7 separate regions of the Mus musculus genome follow, and regions 1, 2, 3, 4, 5 and 6 are each linked to region 7. The links are chromatin contacts, called in public Hi-C, HiCAR-type, HiChIP or PLAC-seq and Micro-C maps. All regions are on one chromosome and are shown on one strand. Each heading gives the region's core, a stretch centred on a gene start, on an enhancer-like site or on the middle of the called end of the contact. The rest is flanking DNA. Distances are from core to core; before and after follow the strand shown.

What was found. Hi-C and Micro-C count contacts between places; a contact is called where the count stands out from the background. HiCAR-type assays count read pairs that join an accessible place to other places. HiChIP or PLAC-seq counts read pairs in DNA pulled down with a chosen protein or histone mark.
Region 1: a contact with region 7 is called in a Hi-C map of uterus, with 3 times the contacts expected there. The contact joins the enhancer-like site here to the promoter of Zeb2 in region 7. A contact is called at or near these places in 5 of 39 promoter capture datasets (embryonic stem cells, liver, maxillary cranial neural crest and 1 more), 1 of 484 Hi-C or Micro-C datasets (uterus), 3 of 115 datasets of contacts at active chromatin or transcription factors (embryonic forebrain, embryonic limb bud and neural tube) and 2 of 9 other capture datasets (liver and pancreatic islet).
Region 2: a contact with region 7 is called in a HiCAR-type map of kidney, with 4 times the contacts expected there. The contact joins the enhancer-like site here to the promoter of Zeb2 in region 7. A contact is called at or near these places in 4 of 39 promoter capture datasets (the 3T3-L1 cell line, liver and second pharyngeal arch cranial neural crest), 1 of 484 Hi-C or Micro-C datasets (cerebral cortex) and 13 of 115 datasets of contacts at active chromatin or transcription factors (the 230-238 cell line, the NIH/3T3 cell line, SST interneurons and 10 more).
Region 3: a Micro-C map of muscle stem cells shows a contact between it and region 7, with 4 times the contacts expected there. The contact joins the enhancer-like site here to the promoter of Zeb2 in region 7. A contact is called at or near these places in 6 of 39 promoter capture datasets (the 3T3-L1 cell line, 3T3-L1-derived adipocytes, the C10 cell line and 3 more), 1 of 15 datasets of contacts at CTCF or cohesin (pro-B cells), 6 of 484 Hi-C or Micro-C datasets (embryonic fibroblasts, forebrain, muscle stem cells and 3 more), 8 of 115 datasets of contacts at active chromatin or transcription factors (bone marrow-derived dendritic cells, embryonic forebrain, embryonic hindbrain and 5 more) and 2 of 9 other capture datasets (adipose tissue and liver).
Region 4: a Micro-C map of brown adipocytes shows a contact between it and region 7, with 10 times the contacts expected there. The contact joins the enhancer-like site here to the promoter of Zeb2 in region 7. A contact is called at or near these places in 8 of 39 promoter capture datasets (the 3T3-L1 cell line, 3T3-L1-derived adipocytes, liver and 3 more), 7 of 484 Hi-C or Micro-C datasets (beige adipocytes, brown adipocytes, embryonic fibroblasts and 3 more) and 9 of 115 datasets of contacts at active chromatin or transcription factors (SST interneurons, acute myeloid leukemia, bone marrow-derived dendritic cells and 6 more).
Region 5: an H3K4me3 HiChIP or PLAC-seq map of craniofacial prominence shows a contact between it and region 7, with 4 times the contacts expected there. The contact joins the enhancer-like site here to the promoter of Zeb2 in region 7. A contact is called at or near these places in 4 of 39 promoter capture datasets (embryonic stem cells, liver and maxillary cranial neural crest), 5 of 484 Hi-C or Micro-C datasets (B cells, Th1 cells, adipose-derived mesenchymal stem cells and 2 more), 8 of 115 datasets of contacts at active chromatin or transcription factors (the NIH/3T3 cell line, acute myeloid leukemia, cardiomyocytes and 5 more) and 3 of 9 other capture datasets (adipose tissue, liver and pancreatic islet).
Region 6: a contact with region 7 is called in an H3K27ac HiChIP or PLAC-seq map of SST interneurons, with 6 times the contacts expected there. The contact joins the enhancer-like site here to the promoter of Zeb2 in region 7. A contact is called at or near these places in 4 of 39 promoter capture datasets (the 3T3-L1 cell line, cancer-associated fibroblasts, hippocampal neurons and 1 more), 1 of 15 datasets of contacts at CTCF or cohesin (pro-B cells), 3 of 484 Hi-C or Micro-C datasets (3T3-L1-derived adipocytes, adipose-derived mesenchymal stem cells and embryonic fibroblasts), 8 of 115 datasets of contacts at active chromatin or transcription factors (SST interneurons, bone marrow-derived macrophages, cardiomyocytes and 5 more) and 3 of 9 other capture datasets (adipose tissue, liver and pancreatic islet).

Annotation. Positions count from the first base shown.
Region 1 is chr2:44,271,605-44,274,544 of GRCm38.p6, reverse strand. All of the region lies in intron 12 of Arhgap15 (Rho GTPase activating protein 15), which reads right to left. Among named protein-coding and RNA genes, the nearest start is that of Gm52508, 56 kb to the left of the region's middle. Within about 2 kb of position 1,679, at least 19 of the 459 cell types and tissues checked have an H3K27ac peak or open chromatin away from gene starts, as enhancers often do. A contact at or near this core is called in neural tube and uterus, where this site is marked.
Region 2 is chr2:44,241,893-44,244,838 of GRCm38.p6, reverse strand. Arhgap15 (Rho GTPase activating protein 15) reads right to left here. Exons shown (of 14, transcript NM_153820.3): 12 at 1,600-1,734. Among named protein-coding and RNA genes, the nearest start is that of Gm52508, 85 kb to the left of the region's middle. Within about 2 kb of position 1,663, at least 21 of the 459 cell types and tissues checked have an H3K27ac peak or open chromatin away from gene starts, as enhancers often do. A contact at or near this core is called in SST interneurons, cerebral cortex, kidney and 1 more, where this site is marked.
Region 3 is chr2:46,020,609-46,023,793 of GRCm38.p6, reverse strand. No RefSeq gene overlaps it. Among named protein-coding and RNA genes, the nearest start is that of 1700019E08Rik, 330 kb to the right of the region's middle. Within about 2 kb of position 1,728, at least 6 of the 459 cell types and tissues checked have an H3K27ac peak or open chromatin away from gene starts, as enhancers often do. A contact at or near this core is called in muscle stem cells, where this site is marked.
Region 4 is chr2:45,907,633-45,910,884 of GRCm38.p6, reverse strand. No RefSeq gene overlaps it. Among named protein-coding and RNA genes, the nearest start is that of 1700019E08Rik, 210 kb to the right of the region's middle. Within about 2 kb of position 1,789, at least 8 of the 459 cell types and tissues checked have an H3K27ac peak or open chromatin away from gene starts, as enhancers often do. A contact at or near this core is called in brown adipocytes, where this site is marked.
Region 5 is chr2:44,354,121-44,356,959 of GRCm38.p6, reverse strand. The region is part of intron 13 of Arhgap15 (Rho GTPase activating protein 15); the gene reads right to left. Among named protein-coding and RNA genes, the nearest start is that of Gm52508, 27 kb to the right of the region's middle. Within about 2 kb of position 1,454, at least 24 of the 459 cell types and tissues checked have an H3K27ac peak or open chromatin away from gene starts, as enhancers often do. A contact at or near this core is called in adipose tissue and craniofacial prominence, where this site is marked.
Region 6 is chr2:46,053,590-46,056,505 of GRCm38.p6, reverse strand. No RefSeq gene overlaps it. Among named protein-coding and RNA genes, the nearest start is that of 1700019E08Rik, 360 kb to the right of the region's middle. Within about 2 kb of position 1,380, at least 9 of the 459 cell types and tissues checked have an H3K27ac peak or open chromatin away from gene starts, as enhancers often do. A contact at or near this core is called in SST interneurons and hippocampal neurons, where this site is marked.
Region 7 is chr2:45,111,965-45,114,883 of GRCm38.p6, reverse strand. Zeb2 (zinc finger E-box binding homeobox 2) reads left to right here and starts at 1,605. Exons shown (of 10, transcript NM_015753.4): 1 at 1,605-2,061. Zeb2os (zinc finger E-box binding homeobox 2, opposite strand) reads right to left here. Exons shown (of 3, transcript NR_110572.1): 2 at 1,891-2,041; 3 at 797-1,785.

The sequences.
Region 1 (2,940 bases), core at 430-2,929, 840 kb after region 7:
AGACGGATTGCAAAGATTGCCTATTGCTCACTTAAAGAACCACAAGAAGAATAAAAATAAATAAGAAACAACAATAGAGAAAGATGTGGAAAAGGTATTTTATGAGAAAAAGATTTACTATAGGAAACTGGAGAGAAATCAAGGAAGTTTATGCAATCACAGGCTATCCTGGGAACCTCTGCAGTAACACTACATTCAAATCAACAATTTCAACTTGGAAATGTAAAAGGTTTTTATGATGTATATTATTATCTAGATTCTCATATATTTACAAGGGAGCAGAATTATTTTACAATATAGAAGTCTGAGAGAAAAGCAAACCCCAAACCCAACCCAAGGACACAAAATACAATTACACAAAACATCCTCATGCCCAGAGCCTGATTCTCAGGTTCTGACAGGAGAAACTAGATGGGAGACTTTCATGCTTGACATAAAAACACCTACTACATCACTTTCAAAGAACCATGAAGTCTCCTGAATGGAGAAAAGCTTTTTTTTTTCTTTTCTGAAACAAGGTCTCACTGTGTAGTTCTGACTGGTATGAAACTCGCCCTGTGTACCAAAGTGGCCTTGAACTCACAAAATATTCACCTTTCTCTGCTTCTCAAGTGCTGGGATTTATATGTATATATCACCAAATCCAGCATATTTGTTAATTAAATGTAAAAGAAAAATAGGCTTTTCACACATAAGCTTTTCTTAACCCTGCATTTAAACTATTAGGATATGCCCTTTAAATTTCAACATTTACATTTTTCTGCACATGCCTATAAATTATTAGGACAGTTTCTGCATTCTATGGATATTTCACAATAACTCTTAAGTAAGGCATAGAAGAAGCTCAAATAAAGAAATCAAGAGACAGGAAGCCATCTAAGTAGTAGGGCAAAATGTAGATTTTTTTTTTGTCCTTTTGTTACAGAGCCTCAAATACTGTAAGTGTCTAGCCTTATGCAGATGTAGAAGACTCCTATAGAGTTTAACAATATGAGTAGGGAACCATGTAGTTTAATTATACATGCAGGGAACCATGTAGGTTTTGGAGCACCAATCCTCTGAGTGGAGGGATATTTTGAGGATTAATGCATAGTCTTCTTGGGCTGTAGATTCATATAACTATTTTGAAAACAGTGACCCCCCCCCACACACAGATAATGAAGAGGGATGTGTGCATGAAAACATGGGACCCATTTTCCCCCTTTTACATCAATGAGAACCGTTGGGCATGGTTAGTCTTTCAAGAGAGAGTTATACCTTACATAAAAAAAAAAAAAAAAGTACAGTGCAAATCTTGGATGGCTATGCTTGATATCACCAGTTATTTGGCAACTTTATTAAAAGTTAACATGACACAAATATGATGTACATTAGCAAACTGAGATAAAAGAGTTCTGACGGACAGAATAAGAGCAGAATTAAAGATGGATTGTTTTCCCCAAATGATTTCTCCCTGGCTTGTCCTCTTATAGTTACGGCTTGGAACGCCTTCTTTGTTTATAACTCAATGATTCACATACAGGCAGCACTGCAGTACCACATAAAATAACTATAATAATTTGGTGTAATTGGAGAAGAATGTGTTTTTGCAGAATGAACGGAACAACCGGGTCTTTAAACGCGTTCCTCCTGTTATCCCTCAGTCAGCACTGCGATGGGAGCCGGTTCTAAGTATACCCTCAGCAGAGAGCCGCTGTCTGTCTCTCTTAAAAACTCTTGGGTGATCTCCTCATTAGCCGTGCTCAACTGATTGCTTTAAAATAAGAACTGAGGTTTCCCATCTCGTCAAGTGGAAGCTAATTTCCTCTTTTACACATCTACACACACGTGTGTTACAACCACCACGTGGATTGTATATGCTGTACTGTAACATACTCTAGCTGTTCAAATCTGGGCTAGCTTGGTTCGTTAGCACGCTAGCATTGATTATTTTTTTTTTTTTTTCCACCTTGTGATTTTTTTTCCTCTTAACATTCCTGAAGGTGAATTCAAATACCGTGTTTTCTTTTACAGATTGAATCTGGTTTTGAAGTTTTAAGAAGTCGCTAGACAAATTCCGACATCCAAGATATAAAGTTTTACTTGGGGCGGGGGGGGGGGCGGGGGGGGGCACAGAGGGAGAAGAGTAGCAAAAGAGTAGGTGGGAGAAAATGAACTCAGCCTGAGGAAACTGATTACTTTTTATCTTGTGCCAATCTCTTTCCTTTTCCCTTTCTAGTCGAAGTCAAAGGAATCTAATTTGGATTGACCAATAACTGTGTGAATATGAAACTTCAGTGTGTGGCCGGCGTGTCTATTACATTATGCTACTCTGCAGTAGACACACAGGTTTCAGATTCCCCTGCGATCCAGCGGGTGAGTGTCTTCCTCCTCCAGTCTCCCGGATAGACAACGCAAAGTATAGCTAGTTGTCATATACAGACCTGAAAAATTGTTCCCAGCGTATATAATTCCCAGACCAGGCATTACACAACCAGAGTTTAAAATGTCACATGTAAATCATCCAGAGTTAAGCTGCTTAGGAAACACAAACCATTCTCTAAGGACATATGAGACTAGAACTTCAGAAGATGCTGTCTCACTGTGGGATGGCAGAAAACAGCGGCTCGCAGACCACCCTGGTGTGTAGTAATCAACAATGCAGTGGCCCACTTTATAAAGGCGTCAGACAGTCTGTAAGCAAAAAGGCAGGGCCTCCAACTGAGACAGGCCCTGCTAATAAGTGGCTTCAAGTAAAAAAGAAGAAGAAAGCCAGCTTTTAGCATATGCAACAGGTCGGATCATGGACTTCTTTTTTCCTTTTGCCAACTACCTTCTTTCACACAGAACAGCTCCATCATGAGCCTTGTTCCCAACACAGGGGGCCCCACATGTTCTTACCCCCACTTCTCTCATAGCCCTCGGTACCCTGCCCATTCCTTTGCTGGGCTGTGAATCCTC
Region 2 (2,946 bases), core at 414-2,913, 870 kb after region 7:
TCACTAATATCTTTGGAATCATGTAAACTAAAGGAAGTAGGAAGCCTAATTGATGGGTATCTTATACAATATTCCCCTGCTCAGCAAATATGCCGGTATGTTTCCAGATGAGATAATTGTCACTTAGAAGTATAGAGGTCGAAATGTGGCATGCATACTACTAAATATACACAATTAAGAAAGGCGTCTGCACAGAACTCTTTACAGTTTCCCAGGTTGCTCTCCCAGTGTATGCGCATGTATGAATTTAGGACATCAGACTGGTGAATGGGATGCATGCTTGCTTACAAGTTCTTTATTATTCCTTTTAAGTTGTAGGTTAGGGAACCTAAGAACTATAAATCATTCCTCTCCAGAGGGATTAAAACTCTAGGCTTACCCTAGCCCCCAGTCAGGAATACTCTTATGTCCTTAAACAATAGGCAGACAACAAGACAATCTGAAACTGTGAGCAGGCTGAAGGAGAGACTGGGAGGGAAAACCCTCGTCTTCATACTATTGATTTCATTTCACAAAGCTTTAAAAGTGTGAAGAATTTTTCCCAGTGAAAAAAACAAGACTGAAAGGGCACATTGAAGGGCTTTTTTTTCCAGCATTGGCCCCCAAGTCCTCACTCCTACTACTGGGAACCCTTCACACACAGCATCCAAGATCAGACCTCCTAAGTGGAACATTTTTCCTTGGAGATTTTTCTTGTTGGTACTTTAATTAAGCTCCTGCCAGGCTTGCAAGGTTTTTAATTTTACCTTTCTTTTTTCTTTCTTTCTCTGTCCTTCTTATATCAGCCTGCTTGCCAGGAGATGTTTCCAAGCTGTCACAATTATAGGAAATGTACCCGATGATATTAAGCTTAGTGATATTCAAGTGTTTGTTTTTCCAAGTATCTACAGCAAAAGTTTCCTTACAGGAAGCTATTTCATTCATTCATTTATTCATTCATTCATTCATTTGTTCATTCATTTGTTCGTTCATACCATTTCACTTTAGATCATCCCTTTTATAAATGAGAAAGTAATACATCAGCAAGAGAAGTTTCATGGAGTACCCATTCCAGGAAACCTGCTGACACTTAACCTTATACATTACCCAGAAGCCAACTCTAGATAGTTACTGTTGTTGGTGAGGGAACAACTGAGGGAGCCAAGAGATGGAACTGATGATTTAACACATATTTAATGAAACACAATATTTAATATATTTAGGTTCCCTTGCAAGATCTCTTTGTCTGCAAACAGTGCAATTCTGAAAATATCAAGGCAGGGACTGGGAGTACACGCGTTGACCCTATAAACCAGATTGCAAGAGAAGCTATTTTCATTTGAGAAAGCTTAAATTTGGTGGCCTTAAATAGATCTCTCTCTCTCTCTCTCTCTCTCTCTCTCTCTCTCTCTCTCTCTCCCTTTGGTCTGAATAATTTTGGTTTTAAAGCTCAAATAATATTGCAGGGTGAGAATAAAACAAACCACCCAAAATGACAAAACCTAAGGCTACAGATACGAGCACGGGGCACATATTCTGTTCTCTGTGGTCACGATCGGTATTGATCTCACTATTGTAAATAATTTCACCACACCCGGCTTCTTTATGGGGTATACTTACTGATCGCCTCCACAAACCGCTCAAAGAAACTGTAAGGGAAGAGCGGTTCAGACAGCTCCCGGAAAAACATCTTCAGTGCTCCGGTGACGACGTGGATGTCCTCCCACTGGCTGTCATCCAAATTCAGCTTCTCTTCTGGGAAAACACGAGGAGAAATGGAACAACTGGTTTTAATGAAACAATTACAAGACACTAATTATTATGTTAATGTTTGCCTACTATCATCAGCAACCGTTAACAGCCTTCTGCACCTAGAGGTTTGGTGCTGTGCATGAATTTTTTTTTCTTCCCGTTTTCTGTAGGAAGGGAACATTTTCAATGGAATACCATCTGTAGGAATGCAGCTAACAAAAAACAAGGGACACAAAGAGACAGTACCATTGACACAGTATGTCAGATACGGTTATTCCCATAATGCATCAGTATGAAAATTAGCATCACAGCGCAACATGATTCAAAGCTATTTGGTTTTGAGGCCGAGGGGCTAAGAGTTGCCAGCGATGGCTGGCTCAAGGGACAGGCCTGAAGGCCTTGCTGAGCCAACAGGAGACATATGCTAAACATGGCAATAGAAAACGAGTTATTGCTTTACATGTGTTAGCCTTGCTATGTACAAGGGAATAATGGCTAACAATTTTATTTTTCTTTCTCTTTCTGTCTCTCTCTCTCTCGGTTTGACTCTCTCTCTCTCCCTCTCTCTCTCTCTCTCTCTCTCTCTCTCTCTCTCTCTCTCTCTCTCTCTTCTCCTGAATGTAAAGTCAGCAAGGAATAGAATATGGAGGAGAAAGTAAATTAATTCCTTCTTACTGCTTCAGAAATATTTTTCTTCAGTTTTCATCTCAGTGAGAAAAATGTGCCCAGCAACAATATTAGACAGACCCCTGTTGGCCTATGCAGGCTATGCAAAGCTGCCAAAATGATAACAAACCACAAATGCTAACCAACTCTTTGGAAGTAACAAAAATATTTGCTTGGGAAGCCTGAGTGAGTTGCCACAGCGACACACTAAAGAACTTTGATGCCAACATGAATGCTCAGTAGCAAGCGAGTGTGCTAGGTGCCTCTCAGGATCCGTTGACTGTCAGTAGGGAGATCTGAGATCATTCTCAGACACAAGGGATGATTGTTGTCTAGAAGTGGCATCTTTACATATAATTAAGAGGATGCAAGTTACTATGGCATTTCTGCTCATCTATAAAATAAGCAACATAGAAGTGATTTTTGATTTTGGACTTAAGGAAGCACAAAGTTATCAGTTACAATACAGTTAATTGAAAATTCTTGTAAGAGCTTATAGGTATTTGGCTAACTGGAACTTTTTCTCTGTTTTGATGCTGTCTGAGCTCA
Region 3 (3,185 bases), core at 479-2,978, 910 kb before region 7:
TCTGAGCATTTCCAGAATTTCAGGATGTAGAGTGTGCAGGCCTCAAAGATCACTAATGCTAGTTTTGCTAATGAAAAGAGAGGCATCAGAGATTGTATTCCAATACAGAAAGAAGGAAAAACATGTAGGCATGTCCTGAAATTAGAGTGAATCGACATCATGGCAGGATGAAGGTAGCTATATGAAAAAGAAGGTGAAAATGATTCCTTGGCCAAAATCGTCAGAAGGACAGACTTCCCATTTACTTAGAGACCTCAGAATTACAGAATTTTGCTAACCCAGGAAATCCCTCTTACTACTTTTTGCTTGAATTTTCAACACTTTTTATACTTCCTCGCTTTTCTGTTTTAACCTTTATCGTTCTCTGATCTTTATTTGTTAAATGTTATCTTCTCAGTCATATGCTACTCTTCCCACAGAATCTTTTGCGGATACATCTACACCTGAAGTATGATCTTGTTCTCTCCCATATTAAGCCTCTTTTGCCAGTCAACCTTATTAGTATATATGGATAATGAGGAGGGCATTGATGGAGAGGTAAGATAAATGAGGAAAAGATTATGAACGTGAGAAAGTCCATGAAAAGCAGAGTTATCACTAAGACTTATTGGCATCTCTAAAACGCCAATTTATAGTCTAAATAATTGGACGTTATGGTTTACTTGTTGCAATCTCTTTTTTCTTTTTATTTAATATTCTTAACTCTTTTTTTTACAATCCAGTCATTATCTCCATCCGTGTCTGCCGTCATGTCCACTTTAACCTGAAAACATGAGGCTACATGCCTTTGTAAATCATATTGTTTTGAAACTTTCATGACCTCATTATTATTTTTATATTATTATTCTAATTTTTCTGACTTACCCAGTGGGCACGGTTCTCATTTTGATTGCAATGTTTCTTATATTTGCTCCTTTTTGGTCTGTTCATTTAGATACATTGTATTTCTTGAGTCAGCATCTAATGTATGGCAGATAAAATTTTTAGATTACGATTTTAAATTTAAAATTTAAAAAATGTTGGAGAGAGTACTTGATTTGGCACAAAATCTGGGTTCAGTTCCCAGCAGCAACATGACAGCTCAACATTGTTAATAATTCTAATCCCAGAGGATTTGGTTCCCACTTCTAATCTCTGTGAGAACCATGCATGCATGTGGTACACAGACATACATACAGACAAAACATTCACTCAAACTAAAGTAAAAATAATAAAAATATATTAAGTGGGAGAAGTCATTTGTGATATATATATATATATATATATATATATATATATATATCACTTGTGTTGTGTGGCACAGTTATTCCTGCACACATTCCCATGACTATACCCAAAAGTCAATTTGCCATCAGGTAATTATTTCCATATGAAGAATTTTATTAGAAAAAAATCAAAGTGCAGTCTGAAAAGCTATTCTTAGTATTATATGTCATGCATAATTTTCTATAAGATAATATAATATAGTCATAAAGCCAATAAAAAAGTTTGGCTTGAGTGTTGTAGTGAAATCTTATTTTCAAATCAAAGATGCAGAATCCTCATGATGAGTTAGATCAGAAATAAGTCAACATATTTATTAGACCATGTCTTTAATCTTAGTTTTCAAAATGTATCCAAACTGGATTTTAAGCATCTTTGGAATTCGATGACTCACACAGGGAACTTGTGTATGAGGCAGTTTTGACAGGATGCCAAAACAACTGGCCACATCAATCAAAAAATTTAGTTGGGCAATTCCTCCATGCCATGTAGACAATGGCCCAGTTGGTTATACTTTTCATTCCTCCACTGAATACCTTGGCAGCATGTTGACATAAAGGCAGTTTGGCCATTCTTCTGATGAATGTGAGGCTGTGTGTCTGATGTGTATGACCTAAAACTCAATGCTTTGATAGAGATTTTCTGCAAAAGTTTGACAGATTCTCAGCTATTCAAACTTCATGCTTCTTGAAATTCAAGATTTTTGGATGGTCCCCTAGAAGACTGTGATTCAACAAATCATGAGATCATATAGCACAAAGAGGCCCCTGAGAGTGCCTGTGGTCCTGCAGTTGGTTGTGTATATTTATTTCTTGGAGTCACATGTGTTTCTATCCATATATTTATGTTGGTGTTGCCTTCCCATTATGCCAGAAGGTCTTTACAGACCTGCCCTGCTCCTTTGCTTGAAGTCCCCATAGTCCAATAGACAACTCTAAATCAGCACTGACTACTTTCTGAGAGTAGCCTGTGGAAAATTCCTATCATACCACATAACTAGGTAGAATTTACAAGGGTAGCAAAATCCTGGGCCCTCACCTTCCCAATAAATGTACTTTTAATTTAAAGGTCATCTCAGCAGCCACTGGATACATTTTAAATATCTCATGATGTTCTAGGTTTATTTTCAGCACAAGTTTCACTGTTCTTAATTGTAAATTCATATAGTTTTGGAAAGTGTGCCTATGCAGATAGCAGTGATTTACCACAAGAGAGCAAAATCAAAAGCCTGGACTACTTTGGAATATAATGGAAGCTTGACCTTAAGCATAGCAAGAGTGCGGGAGCTGAACTGGGCTGTTGGTTATCATTTCCCATATCCTCCAGTTTAAAGCAAATATCCAGGCCATATAAGATAAATAATTATAAAATAAAGGGGAATAGTAATTATTATTTCTTCCACTAGAACTAATCATAGAGCTAAAATATCTGAAATTTGATTCACTTTATACACACATTTATTTTTACTTTTAAATGGGTTTTTATAATTGGTTTCCAAGTTTCTCAATCTCTTATTTCAAAATTTTATCACTGATCACAAGAAGCAATGTGATAAAGTCAGACATATAGCAGCCTACCAACTTTTTCTTTCTTAAATACTATTTTCTGTGTTTAGGTTCAAAACAAGATAAAAAGAGCTAGTCTCAGTCCATAATCTTGTATACACTATTGCATATTTGCTCTACAAATTTTCAATTTAATTTGAAATCTTTGGTATTCATTAGTGTTTAAAGATCCATCAAAATGAGAATACAATTTGTATTTGTTTAAAGTTCTGTATGATACAAACAAAACCAAGTACTGAGAAGACAAAGAGATTGTTGGTCAGGGTGAATCACTGTCCACCCAAGTCTGAAGAGCTGAGTTTGATCCTTGGTGGCCATGAAACACAAAATCAAACAAGCCAGATGTAAGCCTATAAC
Region 4 (3,252 bases), core at 540-3,039, 800 kb before region 7:
AAGACGGCCTAGTCGGCCATCACTGGAAAGAGAGGCCCATTGGACACGAAAACTGTATATGCCCCAGTACAGGGGAACGCCAGGGCCAAAAAATGGGAATGGGTGGGTAGGGAAGTGGGGGGGGGAGGGGGGGGACTTTTGGGATAGCATTGGAAATGTAATTGAGGAAAATACGTAATAAAAAAAATTAAAAAAAAGATAAAGCGTGTCCACCATTAAACATTTGAATCTTGAGCAGACTAGCATGTCTTGGTTCCATTATTTCTCAACCCACCTAGGCTCCCTCTTTTCTTTCAGTTCCAAGATGCATTCCAGGCTCGAACCCGGACATGAGAGCCGCAGGCCGGCCCCAACACCCTCCCTTACCCTCTCCCACCAAGTTCCCTCCCTTCATCTGCCTTCTATACTATTTATTCCCCCTTCTAAGTGGGATTCATGCATTCTCACTTGGGCTTTCCATCTTGTTTAGCTTCTTTGGGTCTATGGGGTATATCATGGGTATCCTGTAATTTATGGTTAATATCCACTTAACAGTGATTACATATTATGCACATCCTTTTGGGTATGGGCTACCTCACTCAGGAAGATTTTTCCAGTGCCCTCCATTTGCCTCAAAAATTCATGATGCCCATGTTTTAAATAGCTGAATAGCATTCCATTGTGTAAATGAGCCACATTTTCTATATCCAATCTTTGGCTGAGGGATGTCTAGGTTACCACGAGGTTCCATTTATTAATTGTTGATCTTAGAGCCTGAGCCTTTGGTGTTTTATTCAAAAAATTATCTCCTGTACCAATGTGTTCAAGGCTATTTTCTACTTTCTCTTCTATTAGATTTAGTGTATCCAACTTTATATTTCTTGATCCACAAGTTCTTGAATTTTGTACAGGATGATAAATATGGATATACTGACACTAATAATGAGACTCTATTATGCTTCCAGACATGAGCCTAGACAAACTGTCCTCTGAGAGGTCCCACCCAGCAGCTGACTGAAGCAGATGCAGAGACCCACAGCCAAACATTTGATAGTTTGGAGAATCTTGTGGAAGAATTGGGAGAAAGATTGAGTAACCCAGAGTGGTCCACAAGAAGACCAACAAAGTCAACTAATCTGGAATCTTAGGGGCTCTCAGAGACTAAACTACTAAACAATGGACATTCATAGGCTGGATCTAGCCACCCCACCCCCACCCCCCACCCCTCACCAAAGACATTTATGTAGCAGATAGGCAATTTGGTCTTCATGCAGGTCCCCCAACATGCAGGTGTGCCCTTGACTCTGTTGTATGTTCATGGATCCTGTTCCCCCAACTGGGTTACCTTGTCTGTCTTCAGTTGGAGAGTTTGTGCCTAGTCTTTCAGTGACTTGATGTGCCAGTGTAGGTTGGTATACAAGGGACCCTCTTGTTTCCCAGAGGAGAAGGAGAAAGAGAGAGTTGGGTTAGGAGTTGTAGGGGTAACTAGAAAGAAAGGGGAGCTACAATTGGGATGTAACGAAAGTAAATAAATAAGTTAATGGAATGAAAAAATAAAACAAACAAAGAAAAACAAAACTTACTCAGATAACTTCCAAAGTATGTCTAATTTTTAGTAGTTCCTAATGTATAGTTCAAGTCCAAGCTTTTAATGCAATATACTCAGACTTCTATTTTTCTGTTTCTATGTTTTGTTTTACTTTAGGAAAGACAAGAAACACAATCTTGGAATAATCTGCTAGTATCCACTTCTCCCCTAATTTCAATGCTAACTCACGACCTTTCACACAGGCTTGGGCTTTTCCTGGCATTCAACTCTCCAGTTTCATATGCTGATGTGTCTTTCAGACTTGCCTAATCAGATCTTGGCCTCCTTTTACATGAACAGCCTAGATCCAGGGATAAGTACTTGATCTAATTTTAGCCTAATAGACAATAAGGTTCTTTGCAGATGTTTTTGCTTGAAAATTTAAACTGGGATTTTTTTTTTCAGCTACAATTTTTGAGAACATGAAACATGGGGAACTGGTGGCCAATGGACCACTCTAACTGTAAGAATATACTGATAGTGGAATGTATTGACAGAAGGAAGCAGCACTAAGAGATGGAAATCCTCCTAAGAACAGGAAGTATTTAAAAAAGAAATCCTTTCTGGACTTCTGATTTATCACACACACACATACACACACACACACACACACACACAGTGGTAGAAAATAGATGCAGATGCAGACACACATAAACAAACACACACTCATGCACACATTGAAAATGTCCACACAATATGTAAGACATAAGTTTCAAAGACCATAAGATATACATAAATAGTGATCTAAAATAGTATTACAGAGCAGAAAGGCATCTACAATTTACTGAAGTGTGCTCTGACATGCTCAAATGCCCAGGACAAATAAGGCAATTACAAAAAATGTTCCTTTAACTGAAGTACTAGAATGCATCAGTGGAATTTGCTAAGAGGAAAAGCTATAAATAAAGAGGCAAAAATGAATGGATATGAGCTTTGTAAAGATCTTGGTAGTGATGGAAAGCCTTAGATAATATTATCTAAATGTGTTTGAACAATGAGATAGGATCAATAGTTGACTTATAACTGTGTGTAAGAATAGTGTTGCCTTTTTAAAAACCTTTGCTGCTGAGAATATCGGTTGCCATTTCAATCTAACATTAGTTATTAGGAGGTGGAAGTAATGTCCAAGCAGATGGTTGTCAGTAAACTGATGACTACAGTTATGGATGTGTGTCCAAATACAATCCTCAGAATTTGGTATGCTACAGAGATTCCTAAATGTGACTGCCAAAATAAATCTGGTCTGGAAAATAATTTTGAGGATTTTACCCTCCTAAATTTTTTTCCTAGCATTTTAAGAGAAAGCTATTTGTAAGAAACCGAAATTACACAGATATAGACAATTACAGTATTCATTAGAGCAACTTTCAAGTTTCTTAAAGTCATTGAGGAAAAGGTACCCCAATACATACCTCATGTCGGTTTCATCAATCCCATCCACCATGTTTATTTATTGTAAAAGTATCTTTTATTCACTAGATGTAATTGCCATCTTAGAGGCTTCCTGCTGAGTAAGTTCACCCTTTCTAGCTTGTATTGATCTCTAGCTGGCTGGTTCAACTCAGCTCTTCTAGTTAAACTCTCCTCTAAGCTGACTGATTCAGTCTGGCTTTGCTCAACACCTCACTGTATTGTTCTGCTTGGCTTCAAACTAACTCTAGCAATGTGTTCTAATCTTCTGGACC
Region 5 (2,839 bases), core at 205-2,704, 760 kb after region 7:
CTATGGTGCACACACCTGTGCATGTGCAAGTACACACACACACACACACACACACACACACCTCTAATATCAGCTACAAAGTGATGATTGTACTACAATTTGATTACAGAGAGAGGAGAGATGTATAAAGGTGCTAAGGAGAAGAGGGTCAGTGGAGTCTCACTTTTGTGCTTACACTTTTGTAGCTTGTGTGGCGCCTCGCTGCACTGCCTGACGTGGGAGGATTACTCATATCACAACACTCCTGATTTATAGCAGCTCAATTAGGTTAAACAGCTTGACTCATTTCAGTTGGATAAGAAAAATCCGTGTTGAATCTGAATCCTTGCTATGCAGTGAACACAAACTCATGCTCATTATTACTTATGGAACTTTTCTTTATGGATGAAGTGTTTCTCAGCCAAGTAGCGGTAGTCACCCAGCTGATGACCATAAGGAAAGGCAAACACTGTCAGTAGAATAACATCCTCAGCCAAGTGTTTATGTTGGATACATATACAATACAGAACTGTTCCTAACTAATGAGACAGAGTGGCCTCCCTAAGTCTCTCCCTTTGTATTATTTCTTGCCACCCATGTGTTGAGTGAAATTTTCTCAGGACCCAAGCCCCATAGAACTGGCAAGTTCTGCTTCATTGCAAGCTGGATTTATTCTTTCTGTGTCCAAGTGAACATCATACATCAAGTATCTGTGAGGTAGCTCTGAGTACAATTGTGACCCAACTGTTAATGTATCGCTTCCAGGGATGATTAACTCATGCAGAGAATATTTTAAACAATGAAACGATCAGGATTAGACAATATTTTAAAACATTATTCATAGTTTTCTTTGGGGGGGGTTATATCCACCCAAATCTATGGGTTCATTGTATTTGCAAAAAGCACTTTTTTCTTTCTTAAATTATCTCCCACTCCAGGCAATGTAACACCTAATCTTTTCTACTGAGAACTTGACTTTCTTTCATGTCTACACTCCAGCTTGGCTTGGTTTAGCTTTCCTTTAACCTGCAATCTAGAATTTTCTTCTTTGGTGGCTGAAAGAATGTCTATAGACCTTTTAAGCATGGTCTTGATGCATTCAATACCAAGCTAAAATATCTGTTCAGATGCTAGGATAGGGCATCAGCTCCTGGGTCTAGAAGCCAAATTCTTCTACTGTTCCCTGTGCTCAAAGCCTACTTGCAGTCCCTTCTTGCTATTCTTTCCTTCATTGTCTCTTCGTTTCGAACCAGATACCCCTTGTCTCTGCATCCTGAGCTCCGAGGCAGCCTGTCCCTCTCCTTTTCCCGGTCCCAGCTCACTTAACCCCTGCCTGGGTCAGAGCCCCAGGCCCCTGGCTTTCCTGGCAGGAGAATAAAGACAGCTGGCAGCGAGAAAGTCTGTGGAGGAGAATATGAGCATAGCCGTGGTTCTGGCTCTGCTGCCTGAGAACTCCCTCTGTCAGGGACCGGCATGGGCTTCCCACACTTACTACATGGACAGATGTTTTCAATTATTATCCCTGACAAGCCTTCAGGCCAGGTTCCGTTCTGATTGGCTGTCTCTGGACTCTGAGGAGAATAAAGGAAACTGAGGCTAGGACACCAAACCCCTCAGTCATCGCTTTAATCATGTTTCTCCGCGGCAACCGGTCGAGTTGGACCTTTCTCCCAGCGCTGGAACCTTTTTGTAAACAGAGACTGGATTTCCTTTGAAACCTTTCTTTCATTCTGGTTTTAACTTTTCTGCCAATAGTTCTTCTGTCATTACAAGGGAGCGAGACATTTGTCATTTCTTAACCAATCCTTCCCTTTTGTTGTTCTTCCAGAATGTTGAGTACATACCAGGAGACAGTGGGAGTTGTAACTTAGAGGAATGGAACTTGAAAGCATTGGACTTCTAGACTTGTCTGTACATAATCTTCTGCAAAAACAACCTACGTGTGATCTGGGAAGGAGCCCATTCAATGTTTCCACTCACTCTAACAGCAAGGTTCCCTCCCTGAAGTCGGCAACCACTTTCCAGATCAGATTTGCATGAATCATTTTGCCAGGGCCACAGGAGACACTGGTCTAGCACAGCTCTTGGGCTTCGCCTTCTATTTCCACAGTAGACACACACAAGTAGAATAATGGTTGCACTTGCCCCGATTCCCCTGTGTATTATTGACTTTGATGTGGCTATGACCAAAGTATGGAACTGAACAACTTAATGAAAGAGAGGTTAATTTTGATTCATGATTTCAGAGGGTTCAGTCTATGGTCTTTTGGCTTCATGTACTGTGGGGGATATCACAATGGTGGGTGTCTATGGATGAGGAGATAGACAGGAGGTGGTGGTGGAGAGGACACACCAGGGAAGATGTAACATATAACATTTAGGAACACCTCTCTCCAATGAAGTTGGGCCTCAGTGCCCACCTCTTGAGATTACTTCTAGAGTTTGGGATGGAAGCCAAGCATTCGATACCCAGGGGTCATTCTATAGTCAAGCTGTAACATCCTGATTGCCTTCCTTTCTTTATATTGCCTTCCTTCCTTTCAGAAGGGTGTCCTGTGATCAATTCATCTTTCTCTGACAATTCGGTGACAACATTAGCAATAAGGAGGACCGGCGATGTGGCTTTCAGAGACCTTAGGTAGGTCTTTCTTCCACACTCTCTTACTCAGTGGGCTTTGCTATGTTTGGTACAGTGGGACCTCACTCCTCCTGCCTCTAGGAAGCTTCCTAAGTTCATTTTTACTTCCTTTTTTTAAATGTCATATATCTGGATAGAAAGAAATGTTTTCAAGATGCTCCAATGTTTCTACACATTATGTTCTTTGATGTTCTGAAATTTGTTTTGTGTGTGGTCCTTGCT
Region 6 (2,916 bases), core at 131-2,630, 940 kb before region 7:
CTACAGCCACCTGGCTTGTAATTACAGACTTTGTGATAAATAGATGGAAGCTTGGAGTGATTAGTTATTGTGTAGAAAGTATTCAACTGTGGGCCACCTGACTTTCACATACTCTGTACCTTCCCTTTCAGGTGATACATCTTGCCTATTAATAGAATAACACCTGTTTCCTGATAGTCTTCCAAGTTATAGAGACACCTATTTATGGCAAAACATCTGGGAGCAAGGTCCTTGTGAAGGACAACCAAATCTGATTCTTAGTATTTCAAAACTCTCTCTTGTAGCTGCTGACGGAAACACTTCAGCTACCTCCACGGCACTCTTGAACGAGCGACAGCAAACAAAGTGAACCCAGAGATAGTCTTTAACTACTGTGGGAGGATTAAGAAAATCCTGCAGCAATAAGGTAAGGATTTTTATTTGATCCCACAGACAAAAAAGCATTTCTAAACCCGCAAGTGAGTGATGGAAACTCAGAGCCAGGGACGGAGTTATGAGTATTTAGAGCTTTCTTCTCACGTTGCCTCAGCACCTGCACATGTTTCAGCTTCTATTTCGGATACACGGTGGCACGGGTCCGGCAGCTACCATGATAAACATGCGGCTAAAGAAACTGGACCATGGCAGGAAATGAAAGTGAAAGTTTGTGGTTGTTGGATTATTTAATACAATGAATGGGGGCCATAGACATTCCTGCCAACAGTGCAACAGTGTCTGTGCAGAAAAATAACAAAGCAATAAAAGTAGTACCAGAAATTTCAGAAGAGGACTCAGACTTCAAGATCAACAAAACCACCTGTTTGGTGCCTTGATTGGAAGCAGTCTCATACTGTGAGGAGCTATCAGCATCAATCCCAGGCTAGAAATTGATGCAGTGCTGAGCATCTTATCCTCCAAGGAAAGGTGGATGAGATACTGGAAATCTGGCCCTGAAGAACTCTGGCCATGTTCAGTATAAACATTCTAGAAAAAAAAAATTAGAGCATAAAACCTCAGATTTCCCTATATCTCTTTAGCAATTGAGATATCTGACTTTAAACGAATTGGTGTTCTGTCTTTCTGCTGGATTCTTTATGATGTAGAAATGATGTTCTTACTTCTGTTCTTCCTCTTAAGTCATGCAAGTTATGTGCGAGGTATCTGAGGGGAGGGGTGACGGGATTTAGTATGTATTATACATAAGCATGTATCCAGCAAGAGGGAAGAGAGAGAGCACTTAATGAATCTATACACAGCCCAGTGTGCTTTTATCTCCTTGTTGGCCTGAGACATCCAGCTCTTTTAAGCCAGAATCCTTACAGTTTTCTCCTCTAGACTTATCGCAGTCTGATTTGCTCTTCTAGCTAATCTAGTTAAACGCCAGCTCTCTCGTTTCCAGCAGGCAGCTTCGCCAATTGCCTCCTTTCGGGTAAGTCCCTCTCAGCTCAGAAAATTGTGAATCTGTGGCGCCTGATGCTGCTTTTCTCCTTGAAATGCTTCTCTCCTCTTTTTGTTTTCCTTTTTTCAAAAGAAAATACGTTGGAGAAATATGGCTGTAATTAGCAACTGACAAAAATATCTGGGCCTGAGCTGAAGTGGGAAATCACAAAGGTTAGTTACTTATTTTCTCATGCACTTACCATTTGTTCCCTATTCTCAGGGAAGTTGAAAGACCTGAGGTTCAAACTTAATAAGGCCCCATACTGTTTCTAAGAGTATTTACAACATGTAAAGTATAAGCCAGAGCATTGCTTATATTTAAATTTGTTTTCACTCATCTGAGCTATTACACAGTATGCCATCCCTAAACCTTTTATAATAAGGAGCACATGCTACTCAGAAATGAGAGGAAATAAAATGTTCAGCAATTTGAGCTCTCTGGTATGGAGAAGGTGACAAAACATTTATACTTACCGGAACCATTGCGATGATTTGGCTCCCACATTAGGCAGGACTGCCTCAGGCACTAACCTCCTGCTACATTCACGTTCCTGGGAATTAGCAGGTGAAGCAAATGGCCTACAGTGATGACAGCCACATCTTTCAAAAGACTCTATTGCACCAAATGGATCCTCCAAATGTAAGCCCTCTTTGCGAACAATATCATTTTTAATGTTTAACTGATAGAAAAGATAATTTTTCTCTTTTGTTAGTAGGAAATTTTCAAGAAACAAAGGACTCAGACATAGCAGACATTCTTCCTCATTTTTAGTTGTCTAAGAGAAATGGACTAATTTATTTTCTACTAGTTTTCTAAATATCTGTTATTGATTTTTAAACTCCCTGATTCATGACAAGGTATATAGAAGAACAATGTGTGGAGGAAGGTGTGACATAGAATTTAATATTAAATTAAATCTGGTTCATATGCATGCAAAACAAACAGAAATGGTTTTCTTCTCTGGGTCATGTCTCTGCCTTGAGTTGCATGTAAAGAGTCCTCCGATTGCTGTGTTGATCGTATAAACAAACAGCTGGGACTCCTGCAATAGTTGTTTTGGTTTAGGTTTTCTCAGGCCTAGTTTTTGGCACTGGGTAAGAAAGAATTCTTAAAGAAATATTTAAAATATAAAAAATATTCACATACATGAAAACCAAGAATTTTTAGCTTTGAATTTTACTTATTATGCTACTTGTTGTGGTTCCTAAAACCCGCCCAGAATATTCTAAGTGAATAAAAATGCACAAATATCACTTTCCAGTCAAATGTTACACTTTGTGTTTCTAACATTCTACATCAATTACTATACCGGAGATGTTAATCTATTTACTGAGTCTAGAATTTGCCTCACCATACTAAAGATCACTTGTGACCCAGGAATACAAAAGTAAGTAAAAAACAGAGAACCATGGTAATTTTGACATTGAGTCTACTATGTGCAATTTGCATGACTATATTCTTTTTAGTTGGAAGTCAAGGGACATTCAAGCCACCAC
Region 7 (2,919 bases), core at 356-2,855:
TGGTCATGCTGGGTGGCTATTACCCTCCCCCCACCACCACCACTGAAAAATAAACATGCAAAATACAAAGCCCTGTAGCTCTGGGAGTGTGGCTGTGGCAGCAGCCCCTGTGGTGGCTTTCCCCTCCTTTGAGTGCAATCGCCAGTGACTCTTGCATTCAAAGTCTTGCTGTAGGCACACATTCAAAGCACAGTTCAAAGCAGTTTATCTTAATATGAGTAAAAGTCTAGTGTTGGATCAGGGTATTATTTGTTTCAGGTCTCTTCAGACTGAAAACAGGGGACTATGACATATTTGACAGTATTAAAGCAGAAAAACTGATAAGAGGCAGCTGTTTGGCCCTCTTCAAACCTCCACCTTTTCCTTTATACTGGAGTCTATAGGCTGTGAGACTGGGCATCTCTCTGTGCTCTCGGGTTCTTAAATACTTTCACTATTTAAAATAATGGGGGGGGGTCTCCTAGTATTTTAAGAAATTAAGCCTTAACTGTTGAGGCAAAACAGTTTCTTCCTTTTCCTATAAATACAGAGCATCCTCAAATTTGGCTGTCTTTATTTACTTCTATATTAGTTCCAATTATGTGCAGTGTAAACCAGCTTTTTGATTAACAAAACAGCAGAGCATTGGTTAAGAACACTTAAACTTCAAAAAAAAATCCCCTGGGAAGTGGGCTCTGAATTGGTTAATAATGTGCAGTACTTGCTAAATTGCTGACTTCCAGATGTGGAAAATATCTTTCTTGTTTAGGACCTATGTAACCTGATTGGATTACGACAGAAGCGTCACGTTGGAAGCTTTTTGAGTGATTATTTAATTAACCATACAGTAGAAAGCTGTATTCTCCAGGAAATCCCTTCCATATTTGCATAACCAATCCCTTCAGAGCAAAGGTGGAGTCTTTTCTTTTTAATTTTAGTTTAATTGCAATATCAAAAATATGCACTTCAAAACTTAGACCCCACACAGTTTAGTGTCACCCTCTTCTTTCTTTCGTCCTAAGTTCCTCTGACCTTTCTCCTTCTTCCTCCTGCCCCTGTCCCCTCACTTTGTAATGTGGTCTGCATGAGGTGTAGAGGGGTCCAGAGATTGGCCAGCATAGTACAGCTCTATGTTAACCTAGAGACCCTTTATTAAAATGCCAAACTTTTAATATAGGGATCCAATCCAGAAAATCTCCCCCCCACACACACACACACATACACACATACACTGCACACTGAGATCCTAAGATGCAGTGTACAAGTAGCATTTCCCTCCCCTAGCTCTGGCATCTTTAAAAAAAAAAATGTAATAAGAGAAAGGGCAAGAATTTAGTTCCAAAAACGGTGCTTGAGGTATCCATACAACTTGACGTGCACCTCAAACCTAGTCACCAGAGATATCTGTATAAGACAAGAGATCTGCATGGAAGACCCGAGAGCTTTCCCTTTAACTTTCGCCCCTTGGAGTTCTCCAGTTCTGTGAATGGTGTGCACCGTTTTCCGCCCAGTACTCTGCAGGATTTAGTGATGAGGATAATGATGCCAAAGGCTTGCTTGACGGGGGGGGGGGGGGGGGGGGGGGGCGTGGAGAAGGGAGGGAGGGAGAGAGGAAGGGAGGGAGGTGGAATTTCATTTCTTCCACTAAAGCGTTTGCGGAGACTTCAAGGTATAATCTATCCCAGATCCTTTCCCAGAGAGAAACTTGGCGATCACGTTTTCACATGATGCTCACGCTCAGGGCGCTTCAATTATCCCTCCCCACAAAGATAGGTGGCGCGTGTTTCAGGGTCTCTCTTCTCTCCCCTACAGAAAAGAAAAAGAAAAAAATGTCATTAGAAGAGGCGTAACACGTCAGTCCGTCCCCAGGTTTGTGTTTCCTGGAGTGGCCGAAAAGAGATCAGTTCTAACCTGCTCGGCAGGAATAACGGTCCTGCCTCCAGACACTCTTGGCGAGGTTTTGTTCAGTTTGCTCCGGGAGCTGTTTCTTCGCCTCCACCTTTTTCTCCCCCACACTTCGCGGCTTCTTCATGCTTTTTCTTCTCACCATTTCTGGCCAAAACTACAAACAAGACTTCACAGGTAGGTTTCCCACCCCCCCCTTCTTTTCCTCCTCTTTTTATCCTTTTTTGGTGCTCTTGCCCCCCACCCTCCCTCTCTAATTTTCTCATTTTGAGTGGGAATGTTAGTCTGAAGTGAGCCGGGTGTCTCTGGACAGGAATTTCAGGTGGTTTTAGCTCTTTGGTGGCAGGCTTTCTTTTCCCAAGAGTGGCTTCTTTGCTTTCTCATGCCTTCCCTTACTCTCTCTTTCCTTTCCTCTCCCTTTTTCCCCTTCCCCCAGTAATTCGCCCTGTACCTGTCCATTCAGGTAACCAAAGGTGTTTTTTGCTACATAGTCTAGGAAAAGTTTTGTTGAGAACTGAATGGCTGGGGTAAAAAACTCATCAAGTGGAGAGTTTCTACTGCTTTGTTCTCACACCGACTTTCAATTCATTATATCAAGCAATTAAAACTTGGCAAATACCTGTTAATAATTATAAAACTTATTCGAGAAAGACCTACCAAATTCGGGAGCAAGTCCTTCTCTTAGATCTGGCAGACTAGTCTAACCTTTCCCACCGGAGAAGGCTGTTTTCTAAGCAGAAACTTGACTGTTTTTGTCTGCCTAGCGAGTTTCATTTCTTTATTTCATTCTTTGTGTGTGTGTGTGTGTGTGTGTGTGTGTGAAGTAACACCTCACTTCTGTGATTATAAATAAAGAAGTGAAAGTTCTCTTGGAACTTGAGTCGTTTACCAAAGTGTATGGGAGAGGGGGGGTCGCAACAGCTGGGAAGAAAACTGCTGTCAGGATAATAGGGTTAAAATTAGGGTAACTTTTGATATTTTATTTTAAATGACCAAGTAATATACACATCGATTTTTCATGGAACTCCTCTCTCT